2 separate regions of the Pan troglodytes genome follow, and region 2 is linked to region 1. A link is a contact called in public capture Hi-C data. All regions are on one chromosome and are shown on one strand. The core of a region is the stretch at or near the end of the contact, and the rest is flanking DNA. Distances in the headings are between cores, read along the strand shown.

Region 1 (7,062 bases), core at 2,862-5,361:
GTTCCAGGGTGAGGACTTGGGTCAGCTGCAGGATGCTTGGATTGGAGGTCACTCGCAAAGAGGGGTCACCTGTGCCTTGTTCAATTCAGTGACCGCCAGGTTAAAGTGAGCATCCTGGTGGCTGTGGTGAACACTGGGGTGTGGGGCCCATATCTGCCTCGGGGCTGAGGCTCTCATCGCCTCATCGCAAGAGAGCTGCTCTGTCCAAGGTCATGTGCCCCTCAAGGAGAGGGTCCCATGTGGGGCAGCGCTGCAGACCAGCTGCACGCAGAACTCAGGCAATGGTGGCTAGTTTGATCCTGGTGGCCAGCACAGAGGATCATCATCAACTGTGATGAGGATAACTGCACCTCTCTTGGCTTCCATGTCCCGGTCTGTGACGTGTTGGGTGACTCCTGATGACCTCCAGCTCTCTTCCTGCTCTGCTGTCACTAGGACTGATCAGACCAGTTTCCGGTGAGCACGGTGACAGGGTTGCTGTACGAAGTGGCCCTGAGGGGCTTGGCCACCATTTCTGAGGGTGGGTCAGGCCTCCGGCCCACAGCGATCCTCTGCCCTCCTGTGTAGTCATGCCTGTCACTCAAGGAAAAACGTCTGGATGACACGTGACACAGCACTGAGTGATTCGGGGTGACCCCTGGGGAAGGAAAAAATGGGGAAGGTGGTTTGGGGATTTTCACTCTTCTCCCTACATCTGTCTTAGCCTAAGTTTTCTTATCTGTGAAAGAGTTCTGAAATTTTTCATCGCCAGATGTCTTTATAAAGAGTAAATGAGATCACATACAGGCTGGCCTTGGAGATATTGTGGGTTGGGTTCTAGACCACCTCAATAAAGTGAATACGGCAATACAGTGAGTCACATAAAATTTTTGGTTTCCCAGTGCATATAAAAGTTATGTTTATACTATACTGTAGTCTATTAAGTATGCAATAACAAGATGTCACTCCAATGTCTCCAGACATTGTCAAATGTCCACAAAGGGTCTGTGTCCAGCAAGACCGTGGAAGTCAGACCTAGGACAGGAAGTAAGAAGTGCAGTGTTGTTAAATATCTATACCTGATATGGATATTTAAGTCTATCAACTACTTTATTTATATTCTCAACTCTAACATTTAATGTTTTCACTATTGTTGTTTCCCTGAAATTCTATAATTCACTTTGTATTTCCCTCTGACTCAAAAGTTGGTTAATAAGGAATCACACGATTTCTAGGTCAAGGCCTTTTTGGTTTTGTGACTTTCTTATCAATTTCTAGTTTCATTGCATTGTGATTAGAAAATGTTTTCTGCATTATCTCTCCTCTTTAGAACTAATTGAAGTTATTTGTGTGGTTTATTAGTTAATTTTGCAAGTGTCCCATGGTCACTTGGAAAGACAATATAGTCTATATTTTTAGGATTTAAAGTTTAGTATATATCCCTCAGGTATACTAAATTGATCATGTCATTTTGGTCTTTTATATCATTACTTTCTTTTGTACATTTGCTCCAACCTGGGCTGAGAGAATTTGCATTTTCTATAACTGACCACTGGTACCAGCCAAGGTGGAATACATGCACTTCCATCTACCGTCCCACTGGGAACGCTGAAAACTCTGGGAGGAACATAAAGAACAACTCCCTGAGCCCTCTAAAAAGTAAGTAATGACAAAAGCATGGGCAACTGATGTCAAAACTTGATAATGACCCCAAATGGGGGTGAGTTTGCCTTGTTCCTCTTTCTTTGTCTCTTAGCTCTGACCTGAGGGTGGGTTGAATCTCAGAACTGTGCAGTGGGCCCAGAAGACAAAAATCTGGGATAAAACCTCTCTTTCCAGCCAAAGGACCAGGAAAAGGGACCCCTGCATGTCAGGGAGTGTGGGAGAAATTTTCACTATTCTTTTTCTTTCCTCTCTTGACCCTGACCCAAGGCCAGCTCCAGCTGTGGAGCTGCACCACTATGCTGCTGGTCCTGGTGCTGGAAGCCCTGAAACTTTGATGAAAGACCCAACTCTCCAACCAGAGGAACTGGAAATGGAGTGGGGTGAATCCCTGTTTATTTCTTCCTCTTTACTGTTGCCACTTGGCTCCAAAGATGGCCCCAGTCATGTGGAACTATACAATAGCACAAAGAATTAAAAAGCTAAGAAAAACCTGATTTTCTGGACAGAAAAAAACTGGAAAAAGAGCTCCAGCTGTTTTAAAAATGGGGGGATAATCCCTGTTAATTTTTTTGTCTTTTCTTTTACCAATTTATTCCTAAGGTAGTCCTAGTCACGCAGAGCTGCATGGCAGTGTGGGAAGCTAAATCTTGGAGATAACACTATTTTCTGTCCAGAAGAACCAGGTAAGGAGACCCCTGAATGCCAAAAATTGTGGGAGATATCCTGGAAATTGTCAGTGAACTTGAAGATTAATCAATAGGAATTACACAGCCTGAAGATTGAGAGAATAAAAAATAAAACAAAAACAGAGCCTCAAGCACCTGTGAGACAATATCAAAAGGTCTAATACTCTTATTATTGGAGTCTCAGAAGAAGAGGAGGAGGACACTGGTGCAGAAAAATATTGAAGAAATAATGGTTGTAAACTTCCCAGACTTGATGAAAAACGTATATATATAGGTTCAAGAAGGTTAACAAACTCTAAACAAGATAAACTTAAAAAAACATGCATTGTAAATGAAAATCAAAGGTAAAGGAAAGACAATTAAAAGCAACCAGATAAAAACAGTATACTATGTATCAGAGAAGAGTACTTTGGATAACTGCAAATTTCTCATCAGAAATTATGGAAGCAGGAAGATGGTGGAACGACATCTATAAATTACTGAAAGAAAATAATTGTCAACCCAGAATTCTATATCCAGCAAAAATATGTTAGAAATGACAGTGAAATAAGGACATACTCAGATTAAGGGAAAGTAAGAGAATTTGTCACTAGCAGACCTATAAAAGAAATGCTTAGCCAAGTTCTTCAGGAAAAAGGAAGATGATCTGGAGGAACACTTGGAACTTCAGGAATGGCATTAGAGCAACAGAAATGATAAATATCTGGTAAATATAATGAATTCTTTTTCTCTTCTTAAATTATTTAAAATGTATATGACTGTTGAAAGCAAATATTGTAACATTTTCTGGGTATAATTATTACTGAGATGTGGTACATATGACAATTATAACATAAAGAGAGGAGGATAAATGAACCAATAGAGTCGTAAGCCTTCTATAGTATACTTGAAATGGTAAGATATGAACTCTAAGTGGACTATAAAATGTTAAATATATGTATTGTAATCCCTAGAGAAACTACTAATAAACTGATACAAAAAGATATAGCCAGAAAGGACAATGGATTATTTAAAATGGAATAAAAAATATATTCAAATAACCCAAGGAAGGCAGGACCATGGGAAGCGGGTAACACAAAGCAAAAGAAATGAACAAAATCTCCTGTAAGTCATGTGTTTTTGCCTATTTTCTTTGTCTTCTCTGTAATTTCTGCTTCTTGAAAGCCTCTTTTACAATACTTAGTCTGTTGATATTCATTACTGCTAATTTTTTTTATAAATTATGAGGCAAAATGATTCAAAGTACCTTGACTTTATTTCATTTAATGTTTTTTGTTTGGCTGAAAAACTACCTTGTTTCATACAAGGACTGAGACCCCTGCTTTTTCTGTTTTCAATTGCAAAGTGAGGACTGATCCTGGCATCTGTTTCACATCAGCCGGTGGATTAACATGTTCATAACAGGTAAAACCCCTATGCCAGGCTTCCTCAACCTCTGCCTCATTGACACTTTGGGCCTGGTGATTCTCTGTGGCAGGGGCTGTCCTGTGCCTTGTAGGATGTTTAGTAACATCCCCAGTCTCCGTTCATTCACTGATGCCAGCAGCACCCTCCACACCCCTCCCCAGCTGGGACAATCCAAACTGTCCCCAGACATGGCCAAGCTTGTCCAGAGGGATGAAGCCTCTCTGGATGAGAAGCACTGACCTGGACAGTGCGGCACAGGTTTGTGCTGTGTGCTTGTTCGCCATGGCTGGCATATCCCAGCTCTGTCCCGATGGCATGGAACACGGCGGTGTATCCTCCACCCGGAGCTGTCAGGATGATTAGGACGCCCCATGCTCCCAGGCTTTCCGCGAGGCTGTCATGACTACACAAACATCCTACAAAGTTGCAGCTTTCAGCCCCCGCAGCACCCCGATCCATTGCCCCTCAGACCCTGCTCAGGGGCAATCCACCCCTAGTGAGGGCGGAGGAGGTTGGGGAGGCGCTGGATATGAAGCCGCTCTGTAACACACAAAGCACTATTCAGAAATCAGTGTTACTATCTCTCCCTGGACGGCACAGAGTGGATTTAGGAGCAAAGACAAATTGCTGGGCTCTTGCGACTCTGACCTCTGGGTCATATTTGCTTCTCTGCGAACAATGCAGATTGTCCTCCTGCAAGCTGTTTACAGCTGATAATAAGCAGAGGGCGAAGCGGTTAGTCTCCTTCAACCTTGGCTGTTGCATCCTTAACCAATGGTAACACCTTCCTCACAGAGTGCTGAGAAAGAAATCAGGCACTTATTAAAATGTAAAGCACTGAACAAAGTATAGGCTGGTATACTGATAATGATGCATAACTCTGTAGCTCTGGGGTTAATTCTCAAAAAGCACCTTCAAACTTTCTGATTAATAATAGCGCTATCCCACTAAGAACTTAGCCTCCTTACCAGATGCACACTGGAGAAAGTGTGTTCAAAGGATTCACTGTTGATTGTTGGCTATACCATGCATTATATATCATGCCCCAACTGGTTTTAATACGACCTTATTTGCCTCTCCAAATTCTTTATAAGTAAAGGATGATGCAGTTAAAAGAAGGAGTAACAATGAACCGTGCATCAGACGTGGGGTGAACAAGCAGGCCCAGGCCCCACTACAGGGTGATTCAACTCAAGAGAGTGGGAGGAGGGTAGAAGGAAACAGGGAATGTGGCTTCCACACTGTCCCCTCCACAGCACAGTGTCTGCCCCCATGCCATTCCGGTTTTGCAATATCACCTTCATGAGTCAGTCTCTTTGTGTGATTTTGAAGCTGTTCTGCAGACACTATCATTGCAGCATCTACTTTCATTTCCTTCTCCGGAAATTAATAACATTTGCTTCTTAAAAATAAACCTGAAAGAAAGAAATTTTATGTACGTGTTAAGTTACACTCTAGATTTAGAGCTTGTTCCACACATTCCTGTTCTGAAAGCGTCCTGGGCACTGAAAACTCTAGGCTGTAGGGTTGAGGATGTGGAGAAGGGACCTGCTGAGCTCTAAGGATGGTCTGCGGTTGGAAGCCGGGGGTCAGTGCTCAGAGGAGCAGCCCCACATACCCCGTCTGGGTGGGTGCTTTGTAGTCTTCTCATGGGGAGAATGGGCTCCTTCCCCTCCACTAGTGCCGGGCTGGCCCTGAAGCTTGCTCAGGGGTGGGAGGGACGAGGCTGGGTAACTTCCTCTTCAAATGCCTGGGGCTCTTGCTTCCCCATCCTGGGAACTGTCCTCTTGGAGGCTAGCACCTTTGTGAAGTCTGACCATTGGGACTGCCATGCTGGGAGGCAACCCAAGTGCAGCGCAGAGAGTGGGGGTGTGTGTCCAGTTGCCCTGTGGTTCCAACCATCTCAGCTTAGGCATGTGAGGGAAGGTATTCACGTCCTGGGGTGGCTGTAACAAATCACCACAAACCAGGTGGCTGAGAACAACAGAAATGTCTCTCCTCTTGCTGCTCTGCAGTCCCGAGGTCTGGAATCAAGGTGCCAGCAGGTCCCACTCCCTCCAGAGGCCCTGGAGAGAATCTATCTTTGTCTCCTGGTGGCTGCTGAGATTCCTTGGTTTGTGGCTGCATCCCCCAGTCTCTGCCTCTGTCTTCAAGACCCTTGTCTGTCCTCTGTGGTGCTTCTGATCTCCCTCTGCCCGTCTTATGGGGACACATGTGACTGTACCTAGGACTCCATTGGATAGCCCAGGATCAGCAACTCCTCTCGAGGTCCTTAACTTCATTGCGTTTTGCTGTACAACATAACAGACCCCAGTCCCACTGGCACCTCCTCCTCTGATTTCTGAGCTCCCACTGTCTGCACCAGTGGCTTGAAATGTTCTACGTATTTCCTGAAATGTATTTTGTATTATTTAATCTTCAGGTGTTGCTTTTGTGGACACCGCTAGGTTGCTTGCTCCCTGAGGTCAGGGGCTGTATCTCACGGGGCTAGTTCCTCAAAGACATGGGACACAGACTGACTCCAGCATCTGTCAAAGGTTCCTCCACTTTTGACACCATTGAAGCAGAGACTTCCTTCCTTTCTCCTCTCACACAGCCTTTTTTCACCCAAAAGAGGTTTCTCCTTCTCAGGTTTGGGAACAAGCTTAGGTTCCTCTCTTTGACGCTGTCTATGGAATCACAAATGCCACCTGCCTCCCCTCTCAGCCTTCATCTTTCTGGATGAAAGAGTCTTTCCAGTTTTCCTCCCTCCCCACGTGCACGCCCCTGGCTTAGGGTAACCATTCCCTGTGATGCTGTGGACATCGTTTCCCCAGGGGTTAACCTCAACCTCATCTCAAATTTCTCTCCTGATTCAGTTAACTACTTGAGTAAACCTTATAAACTTAACAGTTAAATATAAGACTCTCATACAAATCTGGAATGAACACATGTCAGAGATTTGCTTAGCCCAGACTGGGAAAGGGCAAAATTGTACAACGGGTTCAAAGAGTGGCTGACAGAGTTTTGTTTCATCAGCCAACACAGCCCCTGTAAAGGAAGTCTGCTAAGTTAGAGGCCAAAGTGATCAATATCCTACCGCAAACTAAAACCATGGCCTTGGGGGCCGGTAGTTTCAGTGATTTCATTCTCCACCAGACTGAAATCATTTGCATCTCTACTGACAAAATATCTACAAATTAACATGTAACTTCACAAAGTCTAGGCCCTAATCAATAGTAAATAGCAAGTCAAATGAAGGTCCAGTCCTCCCCCAAAATAATGAAGCCAGCCTGGGGTGGACTTGAATGATGGGTGGGTCTCGGCTGTATGGTGACTGCCAAGC
Region 2 (7,062 bases), core at 2,912-5,411, 150 kb before region 1:
AAAGTAGAAATAGTTAAAATAGAACAACAGAAAACCAAGCTTGTAAACTGAATGCAGAATCACAAAGTATGTGGAAAGAGGTGATGCGTGATTCAAAAATCTATCAACATACCAGGAATTTGGAAGTGGGGAGTGAGAAAGAAGTAGAGGAAAGTGAAGATATTTGAACTATATTGGGCAGTGGGGGTTGAGGAGCTCTTGCTAACAAATATTAAAGAGGCAGATGGTAAAGAATGGTTTAGAAAAATGTCAAGGTTACTACTTTAAAAGTACAGAGAGCTTTCAAATCACGAAAGATGCCACGAACAAAATAACAGCCCTCCATAGCTCTCTCCCGCTGCCTCACAAAATACCGCAGACTGGGTGGCTTGAACCACAGACACTTATTCCTCAGGCTCTGGAGGTTGGAGGCCTGAGGGGTGGGTGCCAGCATGGCTGGGCTCTCGCGAGGCCCCTCTTCCAGGCTCACAGAAGGCCACCTTCTTGCCCTGCCCTCCTCAGTGGCCTTTCTTGGTGCCAGCATCGGGGGAGAGAAGGAGCGAGCTCTCTGGTGTCCCTTGTCATAAGAGCACTAATCTCGTGGGATCAGGGCCCACCCTTATGGCCTCGTGTAACCTTAATGGCTGCCTTACTTCACATACAGCCATACCGGGGTTTGAGGCTCCAGCATGGGAATTTTGGGGCCTCGCCAACATTCAGTCCATGGGAGGCCCCTAGGACGAAATGCTGGGCTTGAAGGAAACTGCATAAAGCAAAACAGAGACATCTCGGAGCAAGGGAGCTGGGGACCCACAGCCACACAAGGGAGCCGGGGAAACCACAGCCACGCAGACCATTGGTGTTTGTTGTTGTGATTAAGAGACAGAGTTTTTAAAGCAATGTTACACATAAACATCAAAACAATATTGAACTTCCAGGGAAGAGAATGGGTTAAGTGGGTTAGAGTTTCCAAGATGTTAGGGGCTGAATTGTGTCTCCATAAATCCAAAGGATGAAGTCCTAACCCCTAAGACCTCAGAAGGTGACCTTATAGGGAGATAGGGTCTTTACAGAGGTCATCAAGTTAAGATGAAGTTGTTAGGGTGAGCCCTAGTCCCGTATGACTGGTGTCCTTAAACACGGGGGACATTGGACACAGACACCCACAGGGAGAGCCCTGCGGGAAGGTAAAAATAGCTGTCTGCAAGCCCCGGGGGGAGGCCACAGAATGTGGCTGTATTTGGAGCTAGAGCCATTCAAGAGGAAATTAAGGTCAAATGGGTTCACTTGGGTGGACCCTAATCCCATAGGACTGGTGTCCTTAGAAGAAGAGGAGATAAGGACACAGACACACAGAGGCATGACCATGTGAGGACCCAGGGAGATGGCATCTGACTGCAAGCCACAGAGAGAGGCCTCGGGAGAAACCAGCCCTGCCCAACCTTGATCTTGGACTTCCAGCCTCCAGAACTGAGGGGAGATATGTTTGTGATGTCTGAGCCCCCTGCATGTGGTACGTTGCTAGGGAGTGTTTGAAAGCTCTTTCACCACATCACAGCAGGTGGGTCTCAGGCTCTTGGTTTTCACCATGTCAAAGTGAGTGGGTCTCAGGCCCCTATTTTGCTGTTTTGTGGATTTTTATGTGTGCTAATACACGGAAGAGACCTAAACATACTTTTAGGCTGTGAGGAAGAAGCCAGCAGACAAGGGTAGCCTAAAGTACTGGTGAGATGAACCCCATGTGGTCCATCTGCATGGCAGAGGGGTGCTCAGCCATGGGACCCAACCCACGCTGTACAGCAGAGGAGTGCTCAGTCACGGGACCCGACCCACACTACAGCAGGAGTGAGCTCAGAGGACACGAGCCAGTCACGGAAGGGCAAGTATTGAATGATCCCACTCATAGCAGGTCCCTAGAGTTGTCACATTCACAGAAACAGAAGGTAGAATGGTGGGTGCTGGGGCTGGGGAGGCAGAGTGGGGAGTTACTGCTTAGTGGGTGCCGTTTCCATTTAGGAGATGGAAGAAAGTTCTGGAGGCAGATGGTGGGGAAGAATGCACATTTCTGTGAATGGATTTTGTGCCCTTGAACGGTGCATTGGAAGCTGGTCAATTCTCTGTTAGATACGCTTCACCGCAGCCGCAGGAAAGTGACACGAAATGCTGGTGAGAGAGTGACACTCCCAGAGCATCCTAGGCAGAGTGGGCACCAAGAAAGGCAGTGAGTTCCCCATCCCTGTCAGGAAGCAAGGAGGCCGTTCTGCACAGCGGGGTGCTGGACACAGACCTCCGCAACCTCTTCCATGCCTGGGGTCCTGTGGTTCTGTGGTCCTGTGCCTCACACGGGACAGTGGGCCAAGCCAGTCAAACAGATCAGACACAGGCCTGTGCCAGGTGTGTGGCCACGGGCTCGGAGGAAAGAAGACCCCACGGTCCAGGGATGGGTGTCTGCTGCCACGCATGACAGGGTCCCCTGGAAGTGGACAGGGCTCTGGGCTGCAGCCACAGGCCAGGGTTGGGGCAGCATCCAGCGGACTCTCCTCTCCATTGTGACCTGGGAAAGCAGGCGTCACAGCCTTTAACCCACTGCCTCGGGCCAGTATGTCTGCTGGCTCCCTTCTCCGGTGCTCTTCTCCTTCTCTGCCCCCTTCTCCCATTGGGCCCGGTCGCTTTGAAAGGCTATGGACAGTCCCTTTGCTGGGAACGAGGCCCCACAGGCAGACGCCATATTCATAGATGCCTTCTTGGGCCCATTGTGGTCTCCTGAATTGGCTGAGTCTCAAGGCCTTTGATGAAAAGGTAGCTGGAGCAAGCGGCTAAAATAGCAGTCAGTGGCAGCCCCGGAGCGGGGTCTGAAGCTGGAGTGCATGATGGGCTCTTAGCTGTGGGCTTAGAGGGTGGGTGCGGGCTGGTGTGTGCCTGGGCAGCTGGGCGGGGTGTCTCCCCCGACACGGGACAGGCCGGCTGGCCCCACTGTGGCGCGCAGCAGGCCTGGATCCAGCAGTTCCTGTGGGAAGAAGGGGCTGAGGAGGCCCCCTCTGGGTCAGCCCAGGAGGACTCCGGCCAGGTCACACCTCCAGAAGGGACCCGATTTCTCCAGGCCCCAGAGGCTGCTGAACAGCCTACCCCCTCCCTGGGCTGCCCTGGGCGAGAGCAGCCCTCACCCGTGACAGATGCGCCTGGCTTCCCCGTGCGTCTTGGGAGGCGGGAGGTGATGCTGACCCTCGCTCGGGAGGCGGGAGGTGATGCTGACCCTCGCTCGGGAGGCAGGAGGTGATGCTGACCCTCACTTGGGAGGCAGGAGGTGATGCTGACTCTCGCTTGTTCTTTTGTTGTCCTTATGGTCATCACCGTGGGAAAGACCTACTCGTGGGAGAAGAAAGAATCTGCTCCCAACCCCACTCCTGAAATTTAATTTTAAAAAACGTACTCAGGATAAAACCCTTCTTGCTGTCTGAGAGGACTTGGCTTCTCCAAGCCCAGCCTGCCGAGGCTCTGTTTGCTGTGTGGGGAAGATGAGCCCGTGCTCGAGGCCGCCCCAGAGGTGGGAGCCAGACTGAGCCGGGACTGAGTCTGGGGGCAGCCAGGCTTGGGGGCAAAGACCACCTGGTCTCATTTCTAGTCCCTGGGGCCCCAGGAAAATCCCAAAGGGAGCCAGGGGGCACAGCCATAGCATTCGCTTGCACCTCGTGACATAGCAGTAAGTGTACTTCCTGCAGGGGAAGCCCATGAGAAAGGAAGAAGAAAGAGAGTAAATGAAAGCCACAGAAAGAAAAACTGCAAGGGGGGCGAGAGTCCGGGGGTGGCACAGCAAACCACGGCCAGACGGGGGCTGACAACCACAGAGGCATGGCCTCTCACTGTTCAGGGGGCCAAGAGGCCAGCACCAAGGTCTTGGTGAGAGGTGGTTCCCCCTTGGGGGGGCTCTGAGGGCCAGTCTTCTCTGTGCTTCTGTCCCGGCCGCTGGCCTCCCTGCACGCGCCTCTGTCCCGGCCGCTGGCCTCCCTGCACGCGCCTCTGTCCTGGCTCCAGGCCTCCGTACACGCGCCTCTGTCCCGGCCGCTGGCCTTTCTGCACGCGCCTCTGTGGTGGCTGTTGGCCTCCCTGCACATGCCTCTGTGCCTGCCTCTGGCCTCCATAAATGCGCCTCTGTCCCGGCCGCTGACCTCCCTGCATGCGCCTCTGTCCCGGCCGCTGGCCTCCCTGCACGCACCTCTCTCCCGGCTGCTGGCCTTGCCACATTGCTTGGCGTTCCTTGGTTTGCAGCTCTGTAACTCCCCTCTCCTTAGCCACCGTCACATGGCCGGCTTCCCTCTGTGTGTCTGTCTCTGTGTGGCATCCCCTCTCCGTGTGTCTCTCTTCTAAGGTTGCTGGCATACTGTGCAAACACCCTTCTACTCCACGTGACCTCCTCTTAACTAACTGTGTCTGCAAGGACCTTTCCACACAAAGCCACTTTCTCAGGTGCCAGGAGTTAGGTTTTCAAAAAACCTTTTAGGGGGACACAATTCCACCCCAAAAGAAAGAAAGAGAAGACAAGAAACAGCATAAAAAAGAAAGAAAACAAAAATGAGGGCGAGGGATGCATTCGGTGTGAAATTTCAGCCCAGGACTTTTGGGGTGTATAAGGAGAGATAGAATCTAGTTCTAGGTGGGTCCTTCCTGGGGGCCCTCTATGCTCTACCCCCTCAGGAGCCCACTTTGGGTTGCTGAGTGAGCAGAACTGGCCACTGGCAAGCCTGGCCGTCCCCCCTCGGGCCCTGGGAGCCACATATCTAAATACAGCCTGTGCCCAATAAGACACAAGAAACGACAGATCGGCTTCCACACCCCATGCCCTTTAGTCACCACCCCCCCACCACAAACAAGAGCCAGATGGCCACAAGGCCAGGTAAGCAGCTTGTCTTCCAAAAGCCACTTTGTGTCTGCAGGACACGGAGCACCCGGCAGCCCGGGCTGGTCCTCCTCGCCGGCACTCCTCGGCTTTGCCTGATGGACACCAACACGGTTTTAAGCTTCCATCCAGTATTTGCAGCTTACTCGTGAGATGCCAAACTGGTAGATTTAAACCCAGTTAGGTCACTTTCTAGCAACATGACCTTGATCTGGCTGAGTTCTCTCCGTCTGTGACGTGGGGAAAAGAGTTTCAACCTTACAGGATGTGTTGAGAATTCAAAGGAATGTGTGTGTAAAGTGCGCCAACCTCACTGAAAATTGAAGCTGTCCATGCCGCCGTCCTCATCAGAGCAACACGACCACGCACCGCGTTGGTCTTCTTGTTGGCTGTGGTTGACTTGGCACAGCAGGAGGGCTTGGGAAGAGTGGACGACTCTCCCACTCGAAGCAGGCTGCTCAGGTCTGACAACGCCTGCTTTGGAAACAGGCACCAAGAGCTCATCTCTAGCCCAGTTTTCACCAAGCATCTTTGGTTGCGTCAGCGCTGTGGTGGCTGATAGGACAGGCAGGGAGAGGGTGGGAGCCCAGGACACACTTTCATCTTTAGGAACTATATAGGAGTCTCCAGCTCTTTTAATTAGATTATAACTCTTGCTGGTACTGTTTGTCTGCTTTTTAATAAAATTCTACAAATGGGTCGAGAGCAGTGAAGGGTCTGAGATCTTACTCCACTTGCGGGCTAACAAGTTAGGCTGCCATAGGTTTGTGGATGCTGGCAAAAGACACAAGACTGCGGCATCAGAAACAAGGATGGTGTATTACTCACAGTCACAGCAGCAGGCAGATTACTAGCCATTTTTGTCTAAGTTATTTAAGCCCTAATCCCCACAGAACGAGACCTGCACTCACTGTGGATTCCGGGACAGGAGAGGATCCTCCAGCTTAGGGAACTGGGATCTTTTCTCTGCAGGGGACACTTCATATTCCAAACCAGGGTTGTCTGCAGACATCCGTGACAAGACATCCTGGGGCACAGGTTATTGAGATCTTTGCTTTCAGGATGTACAGACACTTAGGAGACCCGTGGAAAATTGTGTCCCTACAAAATATAACATTGTTTGCTACTATTTATTAGTAATGACAAAAACTGCAATTACTTTTGCACCAACCACACAGAAGAACTCATGCCCTTCATGAACATTGAGAGCAATGAGGACTCAGAGTAATGAGGACTGAGGGCAATGAGGACTGAGGGTAATGAGGACTGAGAGCAATGAGGACTGAGATGAATGAGGACTGAGGGCAATGAGGACTGAGATCAATGAGGACTGAGGGCAATGAGGACTGAGATCAATGAGGACTGAGATCAATGAGGACTGAGGGGAATGAGGACTGAGGGGAATGAGGACTGAGGGCAATGAGCACTGAGATCAATGAGGACTGAGAGCAATGAGGACTGAGATCAATGAGGACTGAGATCAATGAGGACTGAGGGCAATGAGGACTGAGGGGAATGAGGACTGAGGGCAATGAGGACTGAGATCAATGAGGACGGAGGGCAATGAGGACTGAGAGCAATGAGGACTGAGATCAATGAGGACGGAGGGGAATGAGGACTGAGAGCAATGAGGACTGAGATCAATGAGGACTGAGGGCAATGAGGACTGAGGGCAATGAGGACTGAGATCAATGAGGACTGAGGGGAATGAGGACTGAGATCAATGAGGACTGAAAGCAATGAGGACTGAGGGGAATGAGGACTGAGATCAATGAGGACTGAGGGCAATGAGGACTGAGGGGAATGAGGACTGAGGGGAATGAGGACTGAGGGCAATGAGGACTGAGGTCAATGAGGACTGAGGGGAATGAGGACTGAGGGGAATGAGGACTGAGGGCAATGAGGACTGAGATCAATGAGGACTGAGGGGAATGAGGACTGAGATCAATGAGGACTGAGGGGAAAGAGGACTGAGGGCAATGACTGAGGGCAATGAGGACTGAGGGCAATGACTGAGGGCAATGAGGACTGAAAGCAATAAGAACTGAGGGGAATGAGGACTGAAAGCAATGAGGACTGAGATCAGTGAGGACTGAGGGCAATGACGACTGAGGGCAATGAGGACTGAGATCAATGAGGACTGAGGGGAATGAGGACTGAGATCAATGAGGACTGAGGGCAATGAGGAC

The links. Capture Hi-C pulls out chosen DNA fragments and counts their contacts.
Region 2: a capture Hi-C map of stem cell-derived neural stem cells shows a contact between it and region 1, with 4 times the contacts expected there. The contact joins two enhancer-like sites. A contact is called at or near these places in 1 of 7 Hi-C or Micro-C datasets (stem cell-derived neural progenitor cells) and 1 of 1 other capture datasets (stem cell-derived neural stem cells).

Annotation. Positions count from the first base shown.
Region 1 is chr6:170,226,545-170,233,606 of NHGRI_mPanTro3-v2.0_pri, reverse strand. No RefSeq gene overlaps it. Among named protein-coding and RNA genes, the nearest start is that of INSIG1, 100 kb to the left of the region's middle. Within about 2 kb of position 4,111, at least 1 of the 24 cell types and tissues checked has an H3K27ac peak or open chromatin away from gene starts, as enhancers often do. A contact at or near this core is called in stem cell-derived neural stem cells, where this site is marked.
Region 2 is chr6:170,380,965-170,388,026 of NHGRI_mPanTro3-v2.0_pri, reverse strand. No RefSeq gene overlaps it. Among named protein-coding and RNA genes, the nearest start is that of INSIG1, 51 kb to the right of the region's middle. Within about 2 kb of position 4,161, at least 2 of the 24 cell types and tissues checked have an H3K27ac peak or open chromatin away from gene starts, as enhancers often do. A contact at or near this core is called in stem cell-derived neural stem cells, where this site is marked.